4 separate regions of the Mus musculus genome follow, and regions 1, 2 and 3 are each linked to region 4. A link is a contact called in public Hi-C and Micro-C data. All regions are on one chromosome and are shown on one strand. The core of a region is the stretch at or near the end of the contact, and the rest is flanking DNA. Distances in the headings are between cores, read along the strand shown.

The links. Hi-C and Micro-C count contacts between places; a contact is called where the count stands out from the background.
Region 1: a Micro-C map of embryonic stem cells shows a contact between it and region 4, with 10 times the contacts expected there. The contact joins the promoter of Rhobtb3 here to the promoter of Mctp1 in region 4. A contact is called at or near these places in 1 of 39 promoter capture datasets (hippocampal neurons) and 2 of 484 Hi-C or Micro-C datasets (both in embryonic stem cells).
Region 2: a contact with region 4 is called in a Hi-C map of bone marrow-derived macrophages, with 16 read pairs. The contact joins the enhancer-like site here to the promoter of Mctp1 in region 4. A contact is called at or near these places in 17 of 39 promoter capture datasets (the C10 cell line, the HPC-7 cell line, HPC-7-derived erythroid cells and 11 more), 6 of 484 Hi-C or Micro-C datasets (the HL-1 cell line, bone marrow-derived macrophages, cerebellum and 2 more), 4 of 115 datasets of contacts at active chromatin or transcription factors (bone marrow-derived macrophages, forebrain, microglia and 1 more) and 4 of 9 other capture datasets (adipose tissue, liver, macrophages and 1 more).
Region 3: a contact with region 4 is called in a Micro-C map of embryonic stem cells, with 2.5 times the contacts expected there. The contact joins the promoter of Gpr150 here to the promoter of Mctp1 in region 4. A contact is called at or near these places in 2 of 39 promoter capture datasets (embryonic stem cells and pre-B cells), 4 of 484 Hi-C or Micro-C datasets (all in embryonic stem cells), 1 of 115 datasets of contacts at active chromatin or transcription factors (embryonic stem cells) and 1 of 9 other capture datasets (adipose tissue).

What each region holds. Positions count from the first base shown.
Region 1 is chr13:75,942,406-75,945,105 of GRCm38.p6, reverse strand. Rhobtb3 (Rho-related BTB domain containing 3) reads left to right here and starts at 1,282. Exons shown (of 12, transcript NM_028493.2): 1 at 1,282-1,575; 2 at 1,674-1,899. The coding sequence starts at 1,574.
Region 2 is chr13:76,689,075-76,691,774 of GRCm38.p6, reverse strand. All of the region lies in intron 3 of Mctp1 (multiple C2 domains, transmembrane 1), which reads right to left. Among named protein-coding and RNA genes, the nearest start is that of Gm24519, 86 kb to the right of the region's middle. Within about 2 kb of position 1,439, at least 3 of the 459 cell types and tissues checked have an H3K27ac peak or open chromatin away from gene starts, as enhancers often do. A contact at or near this core is called in bone marrow-derived macrophages, where this site is marked.
Region 3 is chr13:76,055,532-76,058,339 of GRCm38.p6, reverse strand. It overlaps Gpr150 (G protein-coupled receptor 150), which reads left to right and starts at 1,344. Exons shown (of 1, transcript NM_175495.2): 1 at 1,344-2,808. The coding sequence starts at 1,516. The coding sequence ends at 2,799.
Region 4 is chr13:76,382,864-76,385,563 of GRCm38.p6, reverse strand. It overlaps Mctp1 (multiple C2 domains, transmembrane 1), which reads right to left and starts at 1,425. Exons shown (of 21, transcript NM_030174.3): 1 at 313-1,425. The coding sequence starts at 1,029.

The DNA.
Region 1 (2,700 bases), core at 33-2,532, 440 kb after region 4:
CATCTTTCAGGATGGTTATTTCCAGAAACTACAAAACATTGTACTTGGACACAAAGGAAAAAATTTATTTATTTATTTATTTATTTATTTATTTATTTATTTAGGACTGGGTCTCACTATGTAACTGGCTCTTCTGGAGCTCACGATATAGCCTGGGCTGGTTTTGTTTTTGTTTGGTTTTGTCTTTACTAGTGACTCTAATTACAGCTATTTGGGAGGCTGAGGAGGGAAGACCTATCTCAAAGAACAGAGAGGACTAAGTAAACTACATAGAGAACGCCCCCTGCCCTGCCCTGTCTATGGACAGGAAGCTAATTCTGTCTCAGCTGAGCAATACTGATTCCTAATAAACAGTTGTGGCCATCTCCCAGCTTCTTGTTTTCCTCAGTCTTCCCAGGACCTTTTAAACATCTAGTTCTCAAAACAGGTCCACTTAACAGAGAAAACAAGCCCAATTTCAAAGCAGAGCAAATAATCAAAAAGATAAACAAGAACTCTTAACTGTGTGTGAGATGCTTGTGAGAATTTTAATATTTATGAGGGAGCCCCAGAGTAGCCTTTGGCCTGTCCTAGTATTAGCAGTCCTCATGGTGTTTTATACTGGAGGTAGTCTGAGGCCCTTTTGGGGCCTCCACAAGCTTTACTTCTGTGTGTCATCACGAAAGAATCTAAAATATCCTTACATTAACATGATCCTTCTTTTTCAGTGAGCTATTATTAAATAATGTAACTGGAATGTGTACTGAAAAAAATCCAAGTAAACTGCTACAACTTTCTTTTTTTTTTTTTTCTTTTTTTTTTAAACCACACACATTAAAAATCCCAACACTTCAAATTCCACAATCTTGGTTAAAATATGCCAAATATAGCTTGCAATAGTAAATGACCTTTCCAAAGTGGCACCCGCAAATTAATTGGTGCGTGAACAAAGAACCTTTTCTGCAGCTGCATGAATGTTGCCTTTTTTTTTTTTCCTTCTTCACAAGTACGATTTTACAAAACAGCCAAAGCGCATGTTGTAAATTGACAAAACGATAACACACTTTCTGCGAAGGCTGGGGTGGGTACGGGACCGCGGGGTGGGCAGGGGGCTGCCTCCTGGCTGGGCTCTCTTCTGGTCCCCGGCGGGGGCCAGGCCGCCCCTCCCCCGCTCCCGGCTCAGGTTTCAGCCTTCCGAGTTGAGGAAACTTGCTGCAGGCGGATTGGCGGCGAGCTGCTCCCGGGCTCCGGCGTCGTCCCCGCGCCCACCGCTCCTTTGTGTCCCGCGGCCTCGGCCAGCAGCCAGCTCCCCCGCGCGCCGGACTCTCGGGGCGACACGTGCGGGCCTCCGGCCCCGCCGAGCGGAGGCGGAGCCCGGGCGGAGGCGCGGCGGCCAGGAGCGGCGACCAGGGACCGCAGCGCTGCCAGCGCCCGGCCGGCCGCTCACTCCCGGCCCGCTCCTCTGCGTCGGTAGCGCCGCGTCGTAGGAGCGGGAGGGCCGCGGCCGGGGATGAGCTGACTGCAGTGAGAGCGTCGCCCGGGCCCCCGCCAGGCCGCCCGCTGCCATCTCCGCGCCGCCCTGCCAGCCGCGATCATGTACGTACGCGTCGCCGTTCTGCCACGGTCTGGGTCCGGGACGTGCCACGCGCCCTGGCTGTACCCACCCGCTCACCGCGCCCCTCTCGGCCCCGCAGGTCCATCCACATCGTGGCGTTGGGGAACGAGGGCGACACGTTCCACCAGGACAACCGGCCGTCGGGGCTCATCCGCACATACCTGGGAAGAAGCCCGCTGGTGTCGGGGGACGAGAGTAGCTTGTTGCTGAACGCGGCCAGCACGGTCGCGCGCCCGGTGTTCACTGAGTACCAGGCCAGTGCGTTCGGGAACGTCAAGCTGGTGGTGCACGACTGTCCCGTCTGGGTAAGGGGCAGTGGCTGCGCGGTGCCCAGGAGGAAGGAGCTTGCCTTTTTGGATCCCTCCTCCCCTTGTTTCTTAATTTCCTGATTGCCTGGAGAGTTTTTTTAGTTTGTTTTTGTGTTTTTACATTTTTTGGCAAATCCCATCCTTTGTTACAATTTGGAGGTGGTGGGGGCAGCCCAGTCACGTCTGTAAGGTAAAATGGCCCCAGGGCAATATAGAGCCGTTACTGTGTTTCAAGACTTGTTCTTTAGTGGATGGACAGCTGACAGTTGAATGTGCCAACCCCAAACAGGGTCGCGAAGTTCCACTGGCCAAGAGTCATGTTTTCATGTCCACCTCGTGGAGGATAGGGAGATGTGTTCTATAAATACTGCCCTTTACAGCTCAACGTAGGCAAAAATACTCTAGACAGGGACAGGTCAAAAATAGTATGGGAACAAGGGAAAAAAGAATGGGATTTGAGAACTAATTTTAAATGGCTTATTTGTTGATTATTAACCTCTGAAAAGACTAGTTTTTAATAGTGCTAATGCTCATATATTAGCCTTTTGTTTTAGTGGTTAATAAATTGGAAATACCACTAAGAACTTAAATAAATCTTCATGTTTATGATAGTTGAATAAAATAAGTCTTAGCTTGTCTCTTGAGTAGCTTGACTCTGAAGTGTTTGATAAAAGGACAAAGAAGACAGCTCCCTGACTTACAAATATCTTCATAACACAGTAGCACTATGTATTTCAAGTGTCTTCATTTAATTTTAAATCTGTGATTTCTTGCTGATATTGTAGTTATATATTTTTC
Region 2 (2,700 bases), core at 190-2,689, 310 kb before region 4:
ACTCACTTTAAATAGAGGTCTTAGAAGGGGACTTATAAAGGACTGAAAGAGCTGAAGGGATTTGCAACCCCATAGGAAGAACAACAATATCAACCAACCAGACCTCCCAGAGCTTTAGGTTAAACCACCAACCAAGGGGTACACATGGAGGGACACATGGCTCCAGCAGCATATGTAGCAGAGGAAGGCCTTGTTGGACATCACTGGGAGGAGAGGCCCTTGGTCCTGTGAAGGCTCGATGCCACAGTGTAGGAAAATCGGAAGGTAGGAAGGTGGGTGGGTGGGTGGGGGAACACTCTTATAGAAGCAGGGGGAGGGGAGATGGGATAGGGGTGAACTGGGGAAGGGGGGAACTAGGAAAGGTGAAATATAAATAAAGAAAATATCCAATAAATAAATAAATACCTCTCCTAAATTATTTTATATTTATAGAATGAATAACTTGAGTAGATATAGTAAGTTTCTCTATTATACAGTCGATTTCATTTCAAATACTAGTTTCCTGATAGCTTTTTATCCTGTAAGGCTTTCTGTACTTAACATGTACAGTATTCTCCTCTAGTTTTAAGGCTTTGGGGTTTTGTTGTTCTTTAGAGACAGGCCTTTGTAATTGCCCTTGATAGCCTAGAGCTCACTATGTAAACAAATTTGGTCTCAAACTTGCGGTGATCCTCCTGTTCCTGTCTCCCAAGTGCTGCCATGCCCACCCATCCCACTGTCTTGCCTATGGACCTTCCTTTAACCCTCATTTGGACAATGGTAATTTCTTGTCTGGTGAAACATATGGTCTTTGTATTTGGGCTTACTTTCAATATGATTCTTGTTCTTTTTCAGTAGGTGAGGTAGAAGTTTTTGGTTGTGTCATGTGATACAGACTCATACGAGGAAGACACATGATGTTTGGAGAGAATATAAATAGCACCTAGCAGACAGTGAAGTGGTACTTGCATAGCAAGTCTTGCAATGCTTCAATGGTCTCACATCTTTGTTAATCTTTACTTGGTTGAAAGAGGGACAGCAGAGTACTTCTGGTGCACAGGCTGGTTCTGGTTGCTCCCACTGACTTGTGCTGATTTGGCTGTTTCTGCTGGATCTTGCCACCACTGCTATTCTTGTTTGGTATCCCGACAATGAAGATTTGAATCACCCCCAAAGAAGTACTTCTAAACAGGTCCATGTCCCCTTGTCCTTTTTACCATCTTTTCTCCCCCATCTTTAGACAGTGGGTAGAATGGGGTGTTAAAGCATTTAAAACCCTTATTAAAAATAGGTTGATAAAAAAATATCTAACCCTACAAGTAGATTCTTTATCAGGACTCTACAGTGTGATATGTAAAGAGATCTTTGATTGTTTTGAGTCTTGGTTCAAGGCTATATTGAACATTGTGAGCATGGGAGTGTTTAGTCACCAGGAAGGAAATTATTCTGTACCAAGCATTACACAATTCACTTAGCTCATGGCAAGTGGTTTCATATCTAATGCAGAGCTGTCCCAATGCCCACTAGGAGCAAGTTCAAACTATTGTTTGTTTACATGAAGCAGAGAAATTCCAGGAATGTTTCTAAGGCCTAATGATTCCATTAACTTCATTGCAGGTCATATATGGTCCCCTGAGCTAGAAAGGAAGAAGATTCCTCATTATGTACTTGCCAGATCTCATTTATTACAAGGCATGGGCCTTTTTTATACCATTAAAGAGCTTAACTTTCTTTCCTTTTTTATTTTTCTTAATTTTATTTTATTTATTTTATTATTTTAGCTTTTTGCTAAACTACTGGATGCATACTTACTTGTGTGTGTGTGTGTGTGTGTGTGTGTGTGTATGTGTGTGCATATGTGGTGCACATACCCATATATGTATCTGCAGAGGCCAAAGGTTGACATCAGGCAGTATATTCTTTAATTTCTCTCTACTATATGTATGTATACATGTATGTACATATGTATGTGCATAGGTATTTATTCTGTCCATTCACATAAATATAAATATATATATGTGTGTGTATGTATGTATGTATATATATACATATACATATATATATATGTGTATATATATATATGTGAGATATGTTTTTTTTTTCTCCATGGGACCTGAAACTTGATGTTTTGACTAGTTTGGTTTGCCAGTGATCTCTGGAGTTCTGCCTATCTTCATCCCCATGAACCGAGGTTACAAATGCATATAGCCACTTCTGGCTTTTTACGTGGGGGTTGGTGACCTCAGTTAAAGTCATCTTGCTTGAAGAGGAAGTGCTAAGTTTCATTAAAAGCAAAGTAGTCTTGTTGGGCTTTCTTGCTGTTGTTTGTTTCTTAAGTACTTATCTTTATCATCTACTGCCAAAGGAGCCTCAGGAACTTTCTCAGAATAATGGCCTTTAGATACAACCATGGACAGTAGGCCAGAGCTGGTAGGCAGAGAAAATGGGATGTCACTTGTGTTAACAGGTATCAATACTGCTAGATTTTGGTCAGTGCACACATGTGGCATCCTCTATACACATTTCAAGAAGTAAACTGCCAGATCAGTGAGTTCTGCTACTTTGAACTTGAAATCTGAACTAAGATTAAGCACTAGTCTGTGAATCTACTAATTCAACATTAACACAATGCTATCTATTGTTTTGCGCAAAGATGATATACATATATTCATAATATTTGGTTAAATAGAAGCTTTGGACACAACAGGGGAAGTGACATTT
Region 3 (2,808 bases), core at 95-2,594, 330 kb after region 4:
ATTGACTGATTGATATCTGCCATGTATCAGGACCAATATGAGGATCTGGATAGATAATGAAAAACGACACATGTCTCCAGCCAAAATGATAGACCTTAGGAAAATGAGATTTCTACAGCAACCAGCAGGGTGGTACGAATCCTACCAAGTCCCCCTAATTCATGCATCTGTAGGTTGCAAACATTCCCACAGCTTGGGAAGCAACAGACACCCATTCCTCCCTGGCCCAAGACCAGGAAGTACAAGAAATTTTACTTTCACCATGATTAATTTGATGGATGCACAAACTGATGCTTCCAACGGGAAAAGTGAATTGTTTGTGAAATGAGGCTAAAAGTGGCAGCATTAAATCTAAACCATTTCCTGTGAACTGGATTTCTTTTTTAAAAATTGGCTGCTGTATGGTTTTCTTAGTCACCTTTTCTCTGGGCTTATTGGAGGCGTAGTCCCTCCCAGCAACCTCCCATCTGCTGGAAAACAGAATCAGGAGACAGAGAAGCCCGCGTGACACATCCATCACTAGAAGAAAATACTAGGAAGGACTCAATCCATGAACCACCATTTGTATAAAAATCTGGTAGTACTGTCTTCAGACTGACAAAATGAGTTTTGCATCACTGAGAGGAGAGAGCGGCTGCCATCCCCTGATGCTAGTAAAGAGAGTACTGGAAAGCATCTGCAGACCTCTCTGTTCCTAATTGCCAGGCAAAGGGAGGGCCCATAGTTCTCTCCGGATTAAAGTCCTAGCACTGCAGGCAGAGGAAGGTATACCCCTATCAAAGGCTCACCTAATGACTCTGCTCAAAAAGCTATTACTACTATTTAGGACTGGTTGTAGTTCTGTGGTAGACTGCTGGCCCAGCAGGGTCGGAAGTGGAGAAATAGAGGAACCCTGCTTGGTTTCTTGTGTCCTTGTATTTCTCAAGCTAGCGCAGACGTATGGCATTACAAAAAAAAAAATTCTTTTCTTTTTTTTTTTATCAAAAGTAGCATTTGTAATTTTTCCTGTTAGCAATCACACAATTAATTGTTGGGGGTGGGGATACTATCTCAGCCGAGGAACTATCTATCTCATAATTGATTCTGAGTTAACATTAGTTAGCCTTTGCAGTGGTCACATGCACAACTTTCTTTCTGGCTATATGTCACAGGGCAAGATTTCCAGAGCCTAGAGGTCCACGGATGCCACTGAGGGAGGCGGCTGTGTGGATTAGAAAGATGCTCTGCTGGGATGGGGGGGGGGGCAGTGGGGAGGGGGAGGAAGCGAAAAGCGGAGAAGGTGGAGAATAGGGATCATGTGTGTTCCTCGAATATACAACCCACATTTGAGTGACAAATACCAAGAACAACCTATACAAACAACTAAGCGCAAATCCACGCGTATCCATCTCACCCTGGGTGTGTGTGCTTTTTCAACTAACTTTGGGAAATCGCCGAGACCCAGCGGTGTGGCCCGCGCCACCTCTCATAGACTTTGGCCTTTTAAGCGGTATCTCTCTTTCCTCCGGATTAAGGATGGAAGATCCTTTCAGCCTCGCAATTCTGAATCCCGCATCCAACCTTTCTGTACCCACTCAGCCAAGCTGGAGTCTCAACCTGACTTCTGAGCAAGGAGCCTCTGTCCCAGGACCGCATTCGCCTCCACGCGGGCCACCCAGCCACCGGATCCATCTGGTCTTCTTGGGGATCATCCTGGTGGCCGCGGTAGCTGGCAACACCACTGTGCTCTGCCGCCTGTGCGGCGGTAGCAGCGGACCCTGGCCGGGTCCCAAGCGTCGCAAGATGGACTTCCTGCTTGTGCAGCTAGCAGCGGCTGACCTGTACGCAAGTGGAGGAACAGCATTGTCGCAGCTGGCTTGGGAGCTGCTGGGCGACCCGAGACCGGCTCTGGGCGACTTGGCTTGTCGCCTTTCCCATCTGCTGCAGGCATCGGGGCGGGGCGCCTCCGCCCACCTGGTGGCGCTCATTGCCTTGGAGCGCCAGCTCGCGGTGCGCATTCCTCAGGGCCCTCAGTTGCCAGCACGTGCCCTGGCTGCCCTGAGCTGGCTGCTGGCTCTGCTACTGGCGCTGCCTCCGACCTTCGTGGTGCGCTGGGATGCTCCTCCATCTTCAACCGCCAATGCCTGGCCAGGGAAGCATTGCTGCAGGGGCATCTTCGCGCCCCTGCCGCGCTGGCACCTGCAGGTCTACGCGCTCTATGAAGCTATCGTGGGCTTCGCGGCGCCGGTCGCTCTCTTAGGCTTCTCTTGCGGCCACCTGCTGTGTGTCTGGTGGCAGCGTGGGTCTCAGGCTCCGGTGGCTAGGATGCCCTGGTCGCCCAGTATGGCCAGAGCCTCCTTGCCCAGCGCGTTGCCCCAAGCCAAGGTGCAAAGCTTGAAAATGAGCCTGGCGCTGGCACTGCTCTTCGTGGGCTGCGACCTGCCCTACTTCGCCGCTCGCTTGGCAGCCGCCTGGTCATCGAAGCCCGCGGGTGACTGGGAGAGAGAGAGCCTGGTGGCGGCGATGCGCGTCCTAGAGGTGGCCAACAGCGCCATCAACCCTTTGATCTACCTTTTCTTCCAGGCGGGCGACTGCCGTCTCTGGCGGAGGCTGCGGAGGCGCCTAGGAGTTCTGTGCTGCGTGCGGGAGGAAGAAGCCGATATCAGCGAATGGGCTGGGGACCACCAGGCACTCCACCGCCATCGCTGGCCCCACCCTCATTATCACCATGCCCGGCGGGAGGAGCGGAACCAGGGCTGCCTGCGCCCACCCCCGCCACGCCCCAGACCGCCGCCCTGCTCCTGTGAAAGTGCCTTCTAGGAACTGCTG
Region 4 (2,700 bases), core at 176-2,675:
AGGACACCTCCAAAAAGCAGCCAAGTTACCTTGAAACTTTTCTTTAGCTCTGTGTTAAACTACCCAAAGTGCTTTTGGCGACAGGTGTCATTCATTCGTGTCAAAGTCAAGTCAGGGTTCAAGTCTAAACTGTTACTACTAAACCCGAGCAAAATGTCTTTGCTCCGTTTCAGCTAGTTAGTAGTCCGTGCCCGCACACATGGGGACACACACACACACACACACACACACACACACACACTCGCTGCCAAGGCAGCCTGAAGCTGGAGGCGTGGCCTGCACACTGCCCGGCGCTGGCCACCTGGCACTCACCTGGCTGCAGTCGCGCTCTATGTCCTTCTGCAGAGCCTGGGGTTCGGCGGGACCCCGGGCCGGTTCTGCGGGGGGTGGCGCCGGTTCCAGCAACTGCTCCAGGCACGCGGTTCCGGGCAGAGAGGAGCTCTTTTGGTGGCACAGGTGCACCCCAGGGCCCCCACGCCGTGTACTCTCATCACGGACGCGGTCCCCCCTCGGGGGCGGTTGGGGAGAAGAGGACAGGGAAGATGAGGCGGAAGACGAAGAAGGAGCTGAGTCCGGAGAGCGTCCGCCAGGAGGCGTCACTCCGCCTGTCCCTGTGGCTGTCGAGGACCCCTTAGCCACGGGCAGCAGATGTTCGCGTAGGCGGCGGCGCAGCGTGGACCCTTGCTCGGCTCTGCCTGCTCCGCCTGGCTCCAGGGGCTCTGGTGAGGAGCAGCACAGGTTGGGCTGTGAGGAGGAGAACACTCGGTCCAGCACTTGCTTCCGCTTCTTGAAGCCGCTCCACCTGCTGCCAGTACTTCCCACACCGGCCAGGGCGTCCTGCGTGGTCCCCGGGGGCGGCGGGGACGGGGTCGGAGTGGCCGCAGTGCGGTGCTCGGGGCCCCCAGCGCGCCCGCCTCCGCCGCCCTTGCCCTTGCCCACCCCCAGCTGCAGGTTCTTCCAGAGCCGGGCCTGGAAGGAGGGGGACGCGGCCCGCACGAGCTCGCCAGTCGTGGCAGCCCGGGGCTCCATCCTCCAACCCAGGCACCTTGTCTCCCCTCCTATTGCCTTTCCTCCTCCCTCTCGGGCTGCGCCTCCTCCGGGAGCGTGGAGGCGGCGGCGGCGGCGGCGGCGGCCAGCGCAGCAGCACAAGCCCGGAGCGTCCAGCGGCTTCAGGCCAGCTCGGAGCAAAACGGCTGCGGCCGAGGCCCTCCCGCCGCGGGGCGCGGCCGTCCTGCAAAGTTTCTAGCAGGGAACTCCGCTGCTCCAGACCACTGAGCGCCCCCAGGCCGCACCCTGACTCCCCTCGGCGCCCGCGGGAGCTCGGAAAGCTGCAAGCGGCCGGCTCGGGCTTCCAGCTGCACTGGGAACCACACCCGCGCCCTCAGGCCAGCACCTGTCAGCAGCAGAGGCGGCCGTCTCCAAACTGGGCGCGCACGCTGCTCACACAACAGGGCGCGTCCTGCTGTAGACGTCGGGGACTAGCAGCCTTGGCTAAAGCACCCAGGACCATCCTCCAGCTCCTAGGTGGGAGGGCAGGCAAGAGCCGGGTGGAGCTGCGTAGGGCTGGGAGCCTGCTTGACCTGAGTCTACAGTCCCACACACGGCTTGCTTTAGGACAGACGGACGAACGGACGAACCCTGCTTGAGCGGACATCGGGGTGGAGTGCACCTCTGCACCCCTGGTGGGTCCCTCAGGGAACCCAGCATACATCGCCGCTGGTCATAAAGCTCTCCAAATGCTGAGGCCAAATAAGTCTGCCTTCAACTGTTTGGGCATCCTGGGCTCAAGAGGGGAGTTTGATTTCTTCTGTTTTGACTTCATCACCATCCACTCTCCATGCTCTTTGTTTGCTTGCGCGGTGACTTTCCTTATAATCAGGAATAGTTCTCAGAACTTGATAATAAAGCTAACCCTTAAAGTAAGTCTCAGGGGCGCTCCGCTTGGACAGAGATGGGAAGATCCTTACTGCTTTTGACCCTATTCAGAGCTCGGTCTTGTTCTTTCCACTCAAGCAGATTTTTCTTCAGTTATTTCTTTCAGTTTGTCGGAAAACTGATTTTTTTTTAAAGTCGTCTAGATTTTGCTTCTCCCCAAATGTATGCATCTAGGATCTTCTGACTCCACTAGGTCTCTTCTAAAAGGCAGGCAACACCATGCCCTTCCCTCCACTGTACCTTCCCTAGACGTTTCAGCACAGTATTGTTTGATTACTTAAAGTAGGCATTCTCTTTCCTTTCTGGCCAGCGACTTGCCCTGAAGCTGTGGTCAATCTGAATTTATTTTTCTTATCCGGCTAACATGTAGTGAGCATCTACTATGTGCCAGGCACTGAGATCAGCACTGGAGAAACAGTTGTGAACATGTAGGGGAATGCTTGAGTTGGGTCCAGGAGAGTAGACAATAAATAGAATTTTTAACAGGGAACAATCCAGGGATAATAAAAGAGTATTATATTTGGGTTGCTATAATATGGAACAGCTCATTAAATTTGAGTTTCAGACAAAACACAATAATTTCTAGTATATGAACAAAGACCAAAAAATTCTAGTTGATGTTTATCCAAAGTCTTATTTTACTAGGTATCTTATACTTTTGCTGAATCTAATAAGCCTGTATTTAGTGTTAAAAACAAAAAGTCTCCCTGAGAATCCAAAGTTTGAGATGATACTATAAAGGGACAAAGAGCCAACAGTTGAAAA